2 separate regions of the Mus musculus genome follow, and region 2 is linked to region 1. A link is a contact called in public ChIA-PET data. All regions are on one chromosome and are shown on one strand. The core of a region is the stretch at or near the end of the contact, and the rest is flanking DNA. Distances in the headings are between cores, read along the strand shown.

Region 1 (7,539 bases), core at 2,665-5,164:
CTCTGACACAGTACCTGCTTTGTCATCAATGTTTTGTGTTTTGGCTGTCAATTAACACAGACTATGCTTTATTTTAGATATAAGCACAATTTATTTCTAAGTTGTTTTTCACATTACAAGCTCAACAGCACGCCACCGTCTCAGCCCCTTCTATCACACAAGCGCCTGCAACCTCTGGAGCATGCCCGCTTAAACTTCCCAGTTACAATCTGTTGTGGATCACGAAGACCCTGTGAGGTTATGATCAAAATAATGGGCTTGCTTCCCTCAAGATGCACACACACATAATAAGCACACAAACTGCACGCAATTTCGAGGGGTTCCCCAACTCCCTGAAGCACAGGCACTCTTGCATTCTGATTGAGGACTCTACACCATGGCCTCCAGGGGGCAGCACGGTAGCTGGCGAGCACACTGAGAACTGCATTCAGGAAAGCTGGGGACGCTGTAGAACTTGATCAGCTTTTTGAAGGCACCTTTCTTCATCATCATCATTTGTTCTGGGAACCCGGAAAAGATTCTGGCCCGGAAGGAGCCCCCATTCTTCAGTGAAGCGTCTGCGGGGAGTGACTTCTGGGCACTCATAGGCACACTGTTGCAGCTGAGGGACCGCGTTGTCTTCCTCCTGTTCTGGACGGACAAGTAACTGAACAGAAAGGACGACAGCTTGTGCTTGGTGGTGTTGGGGGCCTCTTCCGAGAAGCAATCATCAAAGGGATCCGGCATCGTTTCCAGATCAGAGCCGCCTTCCCTTCTCGCCAGACTGGCTCCTGGCTGCTTGATGATCTTCCGGGCCTGTGCTGGGTCATCTCCTCCCTCGCTGACTGACTCCAGGGATAGCCCTCTGGTCCCTGGCGGTGGCGGGATGACGTTCTTGGCCCGAGGGCTCGGCTGGGAAGTGCAGTGCTGGCTCAGGACAAGGTTAGCAGCCTCTTGGATGAGGTGCCAATCTCTCAGGATGTCCTCCTTGGTGGTAAACTGGGATGTCACAGTGAAACGGATGATCAGCTTGTCTTGGATAGTAGCCGGGATGAGAAAGAGCTGGCCAGCTTTGGCTATTTCCTTTAACACACTTTCTGTGAGACAATTAGGACCCTATAAGAAGAACAAAAATAATTGGATCCTACATTACACTGCTTGTAAGGGCTCCATGAAGCCCAGCATTTACTGGTCTGAAAGACTCAGTACCCCCTCAACTCTGGAGTAGAAGCATCCTTCTCCGGGAGCCATGCAAGAGCACAGTACCTTCAGACGGAAAACCACCAAACCAAGGTGCCTCTTAGCAGGAATTTCGAAGGAAGGGTCGCTTCTGACCAGAGATTCAAAGTATTTAGCCATTTCTGTGCCCTGGAATTGTAAACATAAAGAACACTGTGGTTAACAGGCCAAAACCAAATTGCATCTTTGATACTGTTCAACAACTTTAGACCAGAGACACGGACAAATTCTGAGACCTGTGTGCCTTCTGCCTGCCTGTCTTCCCTATTTGATCTCGCTCATATTCAAGCTGACAAACCTCTACTTCTGTCTCGTCTCTGTCACCTCACACCCACCCAGAGACCTTGTGTCTCAAAATCCTCTTTCAACTTAGCTCCAGAACTCAAAAGACGAGTGCTTTATAACTCAGCACTCAGTCTCCTGTTCTGACTCCTCAGCTTCCGCATCGGCAAAGGGAGCCAGCAAGGGCCCAACTCAGCGCCCACAGGGAAGCAGAGGAGGCTGTGCAGCCGGAGCCATAACTGCCTCACCTCATGGAGCTCATCGCACTCCGTGGCTCACGGGGAGCCTGTATTCTAGGTAGCACTACCACCTGCGCCACGGTTAATAGGTTCAGGGTTTCTCCTTGGAATGGTGAAATGTTCTGGGAAGAGCAATACTCACTTATTCAATATAGGCAATGTCACATTACATTGTACACTAAAACACAGGTTTTTAAAATATGGCCTGTATATTTATCATGGAAAAATTAAAGATTTCAGACTGAAATAAAGAAAATATCAGCTGGGCGGTGGTGGCGCACGCCTTTAATCCTAGCACTTGGGAGGCAGAGGCAGGCGGATTTCTGAGTTCGAGGCCAGCCTGGTCTACAGAGTGAGTTCCAGGACAGTCAGGGCTACACAGAGAAACCCTGTCTCGAAAAACCAAAAAAAAAAAAAAAAAAAAAACTGGAGTGATGGCTCAGCAACCACCATCTGACAGTTAAGAGCACCAACTGCTCTTCCAGAGGTCCTGAGTTCAATTCCCAGCAACCACATGGTGGCTCACAACCATTTGTAATTGAATCTGGTTCCTTCTTCTGGTGTGTCTAAGACAGCTACAGTGTACTCATATACATAAAATAAATAAATAAATCTTTTAAAAAATAAAGATTTCATAGCATATTGATCTTTTATAAAGTTTTTATGAACTTTTAAATTTTCCTGTGGTTCTCTTGAGTTTTACATTTACATAGAATGCTTGAATATAGGACAGGGCTGTGGCTCAACTGGCAATCCACTAGCCTACCTTGCACAAAATGCTGACTTCAATCAACAACTGAATAAAGTTAGACATGGGGAGGTTTCAGTAGGAGGATCAGAGGAAGTTCAAGGTTGCCAGGAATGATGATATTTAAGTCTTTAATGCCAGCACTCGAGAGGGGAGCCTTGAGCTCCAGACTAGCAAGAACAACAAATGAGACCTGGGGGCGTGGGGAGGGGGGAGTAAGTGACAGACACAGCACATGATAGGGCTAGAGATTCCAGTCTGAGACTCACATACACTCTCTGCTAAGTGAATTAATTTTTAAAGATTTATTTAATGTATGTGAGTGCTCTGACTGCATGTACACCTACATGCCAGAAGAGGGCATCAGATCCCATTACAGATGGTGGTGAGCCACCATGTGGTTGCTGGGAATTGAACTCAGGACCTCTGGAAGAGCAGTCAGTGCTCTTAACTGCTGAGTCATCTCTCCTGCCCCACTAAGTGATTTTTTTTTTATGGGCTGGAACTCCCACTTGATATTTCGTTTTAAAAGAAGACAGAGCTTCAGGTGTCTTCCTTGACCATGAAGAGGCGGTGCCATTTGAACCAACCTCTATCTGCTCCTCTATCTGCTCCACTCTCTCTCTCTCTCCAGTCAATTTCAAACTCTTACCACCGCCTCATGAACTTTTTCTTTTCTTTGAGAAAGGCTCTCTCTCATGGATCCTAGACTGGCTCAAAGTTACAATGTAGCCAAGGACGACCTGGTACCATTGATCCTTCTGCCTCCACCCCCCACTGTGGAACTACCTGCAAGCGCTGCCAGGAGAAGGTTAAGCAATACTAGGGGGTCAAACAGTGGCTTTGTGCATGGGGAGTAAACAGTGTACCAATGGAGCTACGTCCCCACTTGATCCCTAAGAAGTTCTTCATGTGCAAGTCCAGGCCTTGTCCGGGAAAAGCATACTAACTGTTCTCCTGGCCTTTATATGCCCATGCCCCATTTCTAACCTGGTTATGATTCTCCCCTATAACTCCTTTCCTCTGGGCCTGTTTTCACCACCTGCCCTGTCAAAATTCTCCATGTCTCACTCACATGCCCCACAATGTCCCCTCAGAGCCCACCTTTGTCAGCATCCTCACTTTTTAAAATCCAAGGGAGGGTGATTCTCCCAAGGCTTGGGCGGCAGAAAGTAGGTCTCCCAGTTAATAAGACATTCTCCTCCTGCCCTATTCTCTTCCCTCCCATGAGGCAAGCTGTGTATGAGACAGAGCAGAGGCCAGGGGAGAGGAGGACACAATTACAGGTAGTGTGTTCACTACAGACCTCACCTAGAAGGTGAAGAGCAGGTGTGGCTGTGTTGACACACCATTCACCAGGGAGCCATGACAGCCACTCCTTCTTAAAGACTCGGCCCTACTTTGACCATAGACCCTGCTCTTTGACCTACTTTCACTTTCTCTTTCCGTAAACTAGGCTTTTGAGTGCTCAGTTCTCAAAGACAACAACAGGAAAGGTGAGACTCTCAGGAAATCGGTGAAACAAGGGATGTCAGAACAGAGGAAGTTGCACTTAGTGGTGACTGTTTAGAAAATAAACAGTGTGAACTACAGATCACAGACAGTCCACTGGGACTACATGGAGATCAGCGCACCTCTACATAACCAACATTCAAGTCCCTCTGCGCACCCTACCACTGAGCCACAAACCAAGGATCCCCTGGGCAGATTTGTAAAACCGAGGCAAAGTCTTCCTTCCCATGGAAAATGCAAAGAATCATGGGCTTAGTCCCACGGCTCTCGCGCAACATACGTGTCTGACATGTGCTTGAAGATTCTTCACCCCGAAGGACCGAATCACAAACCACAGCTTAATGGAGCGAAAGCGCCGGCTCAAGGGGATCTGCCAATGCTAGAAACAAATAACACAGAGCTCATGGTTAGAAGCAACGTGCCCACTCCCTCGGGCACTCCTAGCATTCTGTGTTGCCTGCAGAGCACTCCTGGGATTTCCCTGGTGTCACCATGACTCCCAAAGCTGTTGCTAAGGAGCAAACCAAGACAAGCTTATCTGGGTAACACTAACAGTTCCAAGCCTGTGACCTGGAACCGAGCGTGACCTCTCGAAAACTGCTGTTTTAAGTATTTCATCCCAGCCTAGAAACTCCTAGAAGTTCCTTGAGTAGCAGAAATTAAAGTTCTATGTCTGTTCTTCTCAACATTAGTGTAGCTTTAGGATGGTGATTAAGAGCTTAAACCCTGGGGCCCCACAGACCTGGGTTTCCCTTTAGCTCTGCCCTGGCTCCTTACCCTGTGTGACTTTCACAGGGCCACCTCACGGGCACATCAATGGCATAGGACAAAAGGTGCTTTCCAGGAAAGTGGCTTGAGGACAGTGCAAAACCTCAGAGAAAGTTGTCCAGGCAGTGTAGGCTGTTTAGATGATAAACAGGTGAGCTAGGAATCACATGTGTGTGTCTGTCTGGCACCAAGATGGTCAGTCCTTACTTAATCTTGCTGCCACCTACTGGCTTTGGCTTTCACCTGTGAGATTCCTGTGGCCTCAGATGCTCCATCCAAGCTTTCCGACTGCACAGGAACCCCTGCCTCAGTCTGAACTGATCCCTGTCCTGGTACCAAATTCAACAGAGCTTAAAGTTCAAAGCTGCAGTTACCATAGATTCTGAAAATTCCCAATCCTAGTGCTCAGGTCTGAAAACAGAGCAAACGGTTTGCGGGACACTTGCAGTTGTTCTAACAAGCAATGTGACTTCTCCTAAGCTTTCCCCTCAAATGTCAGAAAACCTCTGCCACAATTTCTGCTCTCTAAAAATATCCATCTCGTTGACCATTCCTCTGCCTCTCTCCATGGAGTTGCCAAAACTTTACTGATGTCCCCATCTTTATGCTTCATTGTAGTCTCCCAGAGTAGACACGGCTGGCTTATTACTCCAGTATCAAGGACAGTATGTTTCCTTGCACTAAACTCTCAGGCATGATGGTGCATGCCTTTAATCCCAGCACTGGAGAGGCAGAAGCAGGCAGACCTGCTGAGTTCAAGGACAGCCTGGTCTATATGTGTAGTGGAGTTCCAACCAGGAGGGGGAGGGTGGAGGGGAGAGAGAGAGAGAGAGAGAGACTTTTGTCAGCCAGAAGAGGGCATCAAAACCTTAGGAAAGGACAGAACCTCTGCCGCAGCCTGCTTAGAGTCCCCTATAAAATGTCCCGGTTTCTAGATGATTATGGTAAACTGACCACCTGGTTGGAGAGGGGCAGGAAGTATCTGAGCTGTGCACTTCTCTGATTTCTGCTTAATCTCCATCCCGTTCTTCTCACTCTGCTAAAACCAAACCATGTGGGTCCTGAGACTGCCTTAACCAATGTCTGCTGTTCGAGCTCCTAAAGACCAGCATGGGACTCCCTTCACCCCAGATGTCTCCTAGCATCCTCTGTGTCTTCCCCAAGGCTTTCTGAATCTCTGCTGTTGGTGCTCTCTGCCATTGGAGAAGTATAGAATGAAGTGGAGGGGAGCTTCGCTGACAACAGGTCCAGATTCTTGAGGCTCCCTCCCCCAAGCTAAGTACCTGGGACACTGTAATGCTTCCAGATCCTTTGGGGGGGGAGGGGCTAGGCTTCTACTCAAACTGTAGCCCCTTGGGGGCAAAGAAGCTTGGAGCAGCTACAAGGACCTTGGTATTAGGATAAAGAGAGCAGCCTCGTTGCTCTAGAAGTGTCTTCATACTCCTGGAAATGAAGTCCACTAGATTCCACAGCGGTGTCATGATGGAAGCTTCCCAAAGCATCAAAGAAAGACATTCCCAGAGATCCAGCTGTTTCTTAGAAAACATCATTAGTGGCTCTCAGACCACACGGGGGCTTAACTGAGCCATGAATCTACTTTAAGATAGACTCTCAGGAGCTGCTAGAATCGCAAACATAACAGGGCTTTAAGGACACAGCAGTGCTCAATGGGTAGAATGCCTCCTTAGCAAGAGGAGGCCCTGATTTGATCCACAACACTGTATAAACTGGGCACAGGCAGCGTACACCTATGATCCTAGCATTGGGAGGCAGAATCAGGATCAGAAGTTCTGAGTCCAATTAACTCCTAGAATCTCCTCGTAGGCATCACTTCACAGTCAGGATTGACTGGCAGTGTTAAAATTTTTTTTTTTTAATTTTTTGAATACCCATGGGAAAGGCAAGAGAGGTATCCACCTTTATTCTCCCATAGAAGGTCTCCTCCCACCCCAACACTATAAGCTTACTATTTGCAACTTGAAAGCCTTCCTAAACCTCCAGAAATTGTCTTCACCGGAGAATCATCAGTTTAATCAAGCAATAACGGCACTAGTGCTATAGAACTAAGTGAAAGGAAACTTGGTTGTCTAGGGAGAAAGGCAAACCAGTTCTCCACCAAGATGGCCGGGCTACACTGTCCTTGTATCACTGTATTAATTATTCCATTCTCACGACGGGCTTAGAAGGCAGAACTGCTCGTGTCTCTGTTCACACAGAGAAAAAGCTAGGCAGAATCCAAGCTGCTCGTCTAGGACCAGTCAGGTCATTCCGAGGAGAAGCATGGCTTCAAGCTTCTGACCTTGGCGTTTCTGTTTGGCCATGTCGCAATAGCAAGCTTAAATGACGACATTTTTAGCACTTTGTGCATGCTATTTGTTGTGCAATTGCCACCCAGACACGGTGCTAAGGGATTGACGTATGTGTTCCCATCAAAACCTCAGAGCCCCTGTGAAGTCAGTGCCATTTTCCCAGGGACTTTCAATGGTTTCCCAGATGACCGCGGATGAATGGAATTCCGAGCCATGCTCATTGTGTTCGTCCTTCAGACCTTTCACTAGCCGTGTGATGTGTGACCCGCTCGTGGACATCCCAATCTCACCTAAAAGGCTCATCTTCAACTGAAGAGCCAATATGAAGAGCCTGCTGCTGAAACCCTAAGCCCGGAGGAGCCTGAGATGCACAGCCAGAGCTCTGCAGAGGGTGCCAGCATCTCAGCCTCACGACAGAGCTCCTGCATGGCCATGATGTCCCAACATCGCTCCTGCATGGTCT
Region 2 (7,539 bases), core at 1,688-4,187, 590 kb after region 1:
CATGTCTGATGTCAAAGTGGTTTTCAGATCTCTAAGTCCTTTTTATCTTTGTGTTGACTGGAACAAACATTTCTCCTGGTCTGTTTCCACTCTATCTGTAGCTTTTCTCAGCAGATATTCCATGGCTCTAGCATCTCTAACATCTTTGGGTATCGAAGGCAACTTTAAGGTTGCAGCTTCTTGTTTTAATATCTGGGATCCACACATGATCTTCCCTGCTCCTCACTTGGGTCATATCTCCAGCTCTGCTCTCTGTAGCACTTGACTCTACTTCACTGCTGCTGCTGTTCTTGGTGACCATCCTATGGTGCTGGCATCTCCAATACACTGTGGTCTTCTGCTGCAACTAGGAACCACCAAAATCCTTTCATGGACTCTCTTCATGGTGTCGAGCCTTAACTTCTTTGCATGACCCTTCAGTGGTAGGCTGTCAACTGCACCTTCACCAATGGCCTTCCTGGGTCTCTCACAGTCCCAAGCCTCAGCTGCTATCCATGACTTCTTCATACCATTAAAACCACTAACACCTGGTTGATTCTTAAACATTACCAAACCCAACTGAAGTGCAAGGTACAATATTGGCTGTCTCTGGATTTTTATTCTAAAGCCAGAGCCTCATAGCTGAAACTGCTTAGTTATGCTGCTTGTTTGAGCTGGAACATGCCCTCCTTGTTCTATTACATTATCACCATCTTTCTGTTTTCCAATTTCTTCCTTGCCTAACCTTGGCTGTCCTGGAACTTGCTCTGTAGATTGACCTGGATGGAACTAAGAGATCTGTATGTTTCTCTCTTTTGAATTCTGGGATCAAAGGCTTGTACCACCACACCTGAACTTAAGCTTTTCTGTACTTGGAACTTGCTCTGCACAAGGCTGGCCTTGAACTCAGAGATCTGCTTGTCTCTGTCTCCTGAAATTAAAGGCATGTTCCATCATGCGTGGATCTAAGCTTTGTTGGTTGGGATCTTGCACCAAAGCTACCACCCCCATATTTTGTTTATCTCCTTGATCATTTGATTCAGCTTCATTTCACTTCCTGGTGCCCCATTAATACTTAAAACATACATTTTATATTTTTCCTTTCTCTGCTTGCTCCTTTTAATTAAAACACTCTTTATAAGACAAAACAAGAGAGCAAGGTCTCTGCTGGGATTTTTTTAAGACTTATTTTGTTAATGTAATTAATATAAATCTCTTTACTTTAGTCTCAGGTAGACTCTTCAGACAAGGGTCTGAACCATCTTCTTCACCAAAAACAGTCTCTAGGCCAGATACTGAAGTTCTTCTTCACTGAAACATCTTGGGCCAGGTCTGCACAGTACAAGTCACTCTCAGCAGCAGAGTCTTCCAAATACCTACTAGGATAGCCCAGTAAGCCTCAATAGAAACATTCCACTGCTTGCAACTACTCTGTGTCCCCCCAGCACACTCCTACCCAGCTACATAACAGAGTTAAGCAAGATTTCTGAATTCTTTTACATTGTTAAAATAAATAAATAAAATGTACTTGCTGTCTCTTAAGTATCAAGGAGCTGGGGTTATGGGCAGATGATTCATAGGATAATCAAAAGGGATCCTGGAATAAATAACCAAATTCATATGTAATAAAAAAAACCCAGGCTTTTGATCTGTATATGATGAGCTAGCAGGAAGATACTGCAGTACTTTTTAAAGTGTTTTTTCTGTAATGAGAGCTGAGCTATCTGGATATCTCTGGAAAGCAAACACAGCTCTTCAAGATTTTTTCCTAACATTCTAATGTCTGAGGTTAGAAATTCCAAGAATTACTTAGAGAGGTGACAGAGCTCTGTTAAAATGTTTTCTAGCAGTTATCCAGAGAAGGCTATGTGAAGAGTGAACACAGCAGATTTTTTTTTCCTTTCTGATTTTGATAACCCAAGAATTACTTTTAGAATTTTTCTAACAGTATTTTTGACTTGATTGGAAAAGCCAAGAATTTTTTAGATCAGTTTTTCTGACTTTGGTGAGAAAACTGAGGAGCTATCCAGAGAGCGTTTAGAATTTTTACTAGCAGAGAGAGCTGTCTCACGCAGAAAGCTAGCTGTCTCAACCACAGAGGTTTTAGAATAGAAAGTAAAATCAGTCTAGAGCACACAGACACAGAGAAAGCAGTCTGGGAAGCCATCTCATCTGGAATGCTATCTCAGCAGAACATAAGCCAGCAGCTTGGACCCATGATTTGAGTTCAAGTTGCTTGTTTCCCTGTTGCTCTCAAACACCCCTTCTCTTAGGAACCCAGACCTAGGTGAGGTTGGTCCTCTGCATTAGTGTTCTCTGTTCTTTCTGTACATTGATACATTTTTGTATCTATATATTTTGATACATTTATTGGTTAGATCACAGATAATGATTAACAAAGAGCTCCTTAGCCATCTACTTTTACAGCGTCATTTACTGGATGGTTAGCTAAGATTTTGTAATAGAAGATGAACATTCTAGAGGTATTTCTGTCCAATACTTTTATAATTTACGTATGTTTCTGCATGACTTTGAGCTAAGAATGCCCTTAAAAATCTCTGCTTTTACCTTGTGATCAAGTTCAGAAGAGGATTTAACATAGCATGCATAGGGGTAGGCAAACCTATATGTGAACTTATCAACATTCCCTAAGTAAAGTCTCAATGATTCCAAAAGGAAGAAGCGGAAGTGCCTACTGAGTGTTGTGACTGGAGCTCTGGAAAGCTCCAAATTTGCAATGTGGCCCACAGTGGAGAGAAGCGGGTAACTTAGCCAAGAGCAAATTGGAGTTGTGGGTCTTCCCCTGACCAGGGTGGGGGAAAAAGACCGGCAAGCAATTGGAAGAAAGACAAAGGTGGTACTGAAATGCAAATTTCTACAGATCCGGGAAAGGACTGGCCTCAGACTGGCAACCTGTGCCCGGAATTATTCCGCTGTGTCCCTTCAGCACACTCTAATCCAATGGGTGGTGTGTATGTCACTCCAGATTCACTAGCCAATTAGGACATCCAGACGGATCTGCCACCCAAAAGAGAAGGCGGGCTCTTCCGGGTGCGATCTTGCAAGTTCCTCTTTTAAATTTAGCTAGCAGTCTTGAATGTTTCTGCTTGATGTGTTCTGTGTGCCGCTCCTGGGTGCGGGGAGCTCAGGCAAGCCCAGAAGTTCCGACACGTTAAGTGCAGGGCAGTCTCCCACAAAGGGAGGAGCAGGCGGCTGAGCCCAGGGGGCTCTGTGGTAAACAGCAGCCTGACAGAAGCTGTTACTTGTGAGGTTCCCCTGTGGTCCTTCTCTCTCCCTGGGCCCGGCTGTGGGCTCGGAATAATCTCACTAGGGTGGCTGCATCTACACAAAGCATTTGGGGAAAGGGCTTCTGTGTAGAAATACCCTTGGCAGGATGCCAAACTTGGAGAGCCCTTGTTTCTATAGTTTCTTCTGTAAGTTTTGGCCTTAGCATTTAGGCATTTTATAGCTAGGTATAAGTCCCATTTCGAGTTAATTTTGTGGAGCCTGTAAAAGGCATCTCGTGTGTCGGATAGCACTCAAATATTAAGCTGTGATGTAGAAGAGTAAAATTGATGTAAAGGATCGACTAATGCTTGTAGTGGCGGCAAGTCGAATGTAGGTGAGGGAGGACTGCCCCTAAAACTCCACACAGGTATGTGCTATGCTAAAAAGGCCGATTGGAGAATAGGATGCTAGAATACATGTGGTAGTTTACCGGGATTGTCCAGACATTTGTCCACAAACCATAAGGTAGGAGACAACTCTGCTTTACAATCATGAATTAGCCCCATCCTGACTTCAAAGAGCAGGTCTCTAACAAGTGGCTCCAAGGGGCAATATAGGGCCACAACCAACTTTAAGGCCTGGTGTGCCATAAAGGTCTGGTTTTCTTCTTGAGAAAAGCATCGTTTTGTCACATGGGCAAGACTACAGCTGGTGATAACTCTTTGAAAAGGAAAAACACTGTTTGGTGAGGACTGGCCTGGTCAAGCAAGGCATAGAACAGCTCCTTCTAGGTCTCCAGAGCCAATGCCAACCTGGGGCTCAGGCTTGGGAGCTTCCCCTAAGGCCCTGAAGTGCTGGGAATAAAATAGAGCTCCTTCTCTAAAGCAAGGACGGTGCTTGGGAGAGCGGGTGGAGGTCTGGGGCCAGGGCCTTCGGGGATGGCTTGCTTCAGACCCTGAGATCCCACCACATGCGGCTATGGTTATCAGTCCCGAGTCCAGTGTGGGCTTGGTCAGGAACGTTTTTGAGAGATTCTCTCTTCCTGTTTTTCCAGCTTTCTTTTATTAGCTCCTTCCTGTGGTTTTCTCACTGTATAGTAGTTTGTGCTGACTTCATAGAAGTCTCCTATCTTGTTCCATTTTCCCCCTGTAAGAAGTATACAAGATGCTGTTCTCCAGAAGCCTGTGTGGCATAGACAGCCTATCCAAGACACCCCCATCACAATTTTGATACTTTCTTCTATTTATTTATTTATTTATTTATTTATCCAGGCAGGGTTTCTCTGTGTAGCCCTGGCTGTCCTGGAACAAACTCTGTAGATCAGGCTGGCCTTGAACTCAGAAATCTGTCTACCTCTGCCTCTGCCTCCCAAGTACTCAGATTAAAGGCGTTTGCCACCACTGCTTTCTTCTACTTTTCCAACCTTCTCATCTTCCGGCACCTCAAACTCAGGACCCCATCACCAAAGAGTGGCCTGCTGTTTCAATGCACTGGTATACTTAAAAATAATTCTGGTTATATCTTTTCTGTGTAAATCTCCCATCTGTGGGACTTGCAGTCTCCAGTCCATATTTAAATTGTTTAACCTGGGGCCTGAACCTAAGAGAGACTTACATGAGACAGCATATGTGGAATGTAAAATCTGTTCTTGGCTGTCTCTTCTCTAAGCATTAGCCAGAGCTGAATGCATGCTGTCATTAAAGAGATTTTTCTTAATTAATCTTGTAATCACTTAGGAGCGATTTCTTCTGGGGAAGGTGCAAAAATTCTAGGAGAGCTGCATCTTCTTCCCTGTACTAGAACTGTTTCTAAGAGAAGCTATGTTGACTCAGGCACCTTTGATCCCAGTCTCATGCTCCCCGGGCAATAACCTTGTTTTCCTATGGATGAAAATTCTTAAAATATTGAGATAAAGGATTGTACCACACCAGTGTTTTAAAATTCCTCATTTGAGTCATGTAATGAACTGTTCACTTCAGTAACAGGTGAAGGGTTTTGCCTGTGGAGCATGCCTTCTGCCTTCAGACCAGAGTAGGAGGAGCAGCTTACTGTGTATGCTCTTAGACGAAACAGGATAGCCAATAGCTAGACCACAGACTAAAGTTCAAAGGAGTCAGCTGCGGGCATCACCGTTATGAAGAAGGACTTAATTCACACAGGGTGAATGTCTTTGTAATTTTCCAGCATGTATTAATTTATGCATATTGGTTGTGGTGGCTATTCCTGGTAGTCAACTTGACTATACCTGGAATGAACTGCAATCCAGAAATTGAGGGCACACCTGTGATCCAGATCTTGCGGCTTCTGACTTGGATGTTGACATGGGATGACACAAGCTTTTTTGTGTGTGTGACGGGGAGAGTGGTTCGAGACAGGATTTCTCTGTAGCCCTGGCTGTCCTGGAACTCACTCTGTAGACCAGACTGGCTTGGAACTCAGAAATCCATCTGCCTCTGCCTTCCAAATGCTGGGATTAAAGGCATGTGCCACCACTGCAAGGCTGACACAAGCTTTTGATCCAGATCTTGTTTTGTTTTGTTTTGTTTTTTGAGACAGAGTTTCTCTGTGTAGCCCTGACTGTCCTGGAACTCACTTTGTAGACCAGGCTGGTCTCGAACTCAGAAATCTGCCTGCCTCTGCCTCCTGAGTGCTGGGATTAAAGGCGTGTGCCACCACTGCCCGGCTTGATCCCGATCTTGAGATTTAGGGACCATGCAAAGCTTGGATCCAGACAAGGTCATACACACCTTTAGTCCCAGGAGACAGAGGGAAACGATCTCTGAGTTCAAGACCAGCCAGGGTTACAGCAAGTTTCAAATCTGGGCAAAGTGGTACACACCTATAATCTGGGTCACACCTTCTGCTGGAGGCCTACATAAGGACTATGGAAGAAGGAAGGCCTCCTCCTCCTCTTCCTCCTCCTCCTCCTCCTTCTCGGCCCCCTTCTCTTTTTCCTCCTCTTCTTCCTCCTTGTTCTTCTCTGCTTTGACTTATTTGCCAGCACATCTGTTGGATTCTACTTCTTCAGTATTCCAGCTGATAATGAAGACCAGCTGAAACACCTACCCTCTTGGGACTGAACAACTACTAGATTTTTGGACTTCCCATTCACAGTTGCTCATTGTTGGGTTAGTTGGAGTGCAGACTATAAACCGTTCTAGTAAATTCCTTTAATATATAGAGACAGACATTCCATAAGTTCTGTGATTCTAGAGAACCCTGACTAATACACATGTGAATAAAAACAGACCCTATGGGTGGCTGTACAAGTTGACTAGGTTAGCTGGAACAAATTAATATTGAATTTCCATTTAAGATACTTATAAAGATATGTGGAGTCCTCATTGGCACAGTTAATTCAGCTCAGAGATTCTATACACTTGCCATTGCCTGTGCATCAGGTTAGAGTTCTCAGCAGCTATCATTGCACATCAGGACAAGGTCAAACACTATCTTGCTAATGTCATTCAATATGTCATTCACGGCGCAGCCACGGGTATGCCAATACTTCTTTGATGGATGGCCTCATTGTGGGGTCTATTGTCATTAATCTCATCATTAGGTCTCAAAGCTCTGGAGACAGGCGATATGGAATCCACCAGCTCTGGGATAGTATCATGTACTTTATGTTGGAGTGCGTTGTCCCTTGAAAGGGAAGGTGGCCGATAGTATAATACCATTCCAAGACTCCATATGTCGCTTGGAAGGCCACCATATTGTGTGTCATTGAACACTTCAGGAGCACAATATTGTGCTGTGCCACAAAATCCCTTGAATTTCTCCCCAGAGGCCAGTCTTTTGCTTATGCCAAAATCAGTGAGTTTTACATGGCCATCCCAATCCAATAGGATGTTCTCAGCCTTGATGTCTTGGTGGGCAATATTCTGACTGTGGATATAGTTGACAGCCAAAGAGAGTTCTGAAAACATGGTACATGCCTCTTCCTCATCTAGAGGCCGACGCTTTTTGATGTATTTCAGCAGGGATCCCCGGGATGCATATTCCATCACCAGGTAGGTTTTGTGCCTGGTTTGAAAAACTTGTAGAAGCTGTAATATATGACGGTGGTGTAGAGACTTCATGATTTGAATTTCAGAAATAACCAGGAAGTCTGAGATTTTTGCCCCTTTTCAACATCTTGATGGCTACTAGGGTATGGGTCATAAAGTGGAGAGCCAATTTGACTCGTGCAAAGGACCCTTTACCTAGGGTACCCAAGATGTAGTAATCCTGTGCCAGGGTGTCCCCTTCATGGAAACTGGCCTCGAGCTCCCTCGACATTATGGCACTTCTCTTCTCTTGGTCAGAGTCACCAGGAGCTATAGCAAGTAA

What was found. ChIA-PET counts read pairs in DNA pulled down with a chosen protein or histone mark.
Region 2: an RNA polymerase II ChIA-PET map of memory CD8 T cells shows a contact between it and region 1, with 5 read pairs. The contact joins two enhancer-like sites. A contact is called at or near these places in 2 of 115 datasets of contacts at active chromatin or transcription factors (embryonic stem cells and memory CD8 T cells).

What each region holds. Positions count from the first base shown.
Region 1 is chr2:126,593,592-126,601,130 of GRCm38.p6, forward strand. Hdc (histidine decarboxylase) reads right to left here. Exons shown (of 12, transcript NM_008230.6): 10 at 4,280-4,378; 11 at 1,246-1,347; 12 at 68-1,095. The coding sequence ends at 370. Among named protein-coding and RNA genes, the nearest start is that of Hdc, 21 kb to the right of the region's middle. Within about 2 kb of position 3,915, at least 88 of the 459 cell types and tissues checked have an H3K27ac peak or open chromatin away from gene starts, as enhancers often do. A contact at or near this core is called in memory CD8 T cells, where this site is marked.
Region 2 is chr2:127,179,989-127,187,527 of GRCm38.p6, forward strand. It overlaps 1810024B03Rik (RIKEN cDNA 1810024B03 gene), which reads right to left. Exons shown (of 2, transcript NM_198630.2): 2 at 6,367-7,526. The coding sequence starts at 7,289. The coding sequence ends at 6,687. Among named protein-coding and RNA genes, the nearest start is that of 1810024B03Rik, 25 kb to the right of the region's middle. Within about 2 kb of position 2,938, at least 362 of the 459 cell types and tissues checked have an H3K27ac peak or open chromatin away from gene starts, as enhancers often do. A contact at or near this core is called in memory CD8 T cells, where this site is marked.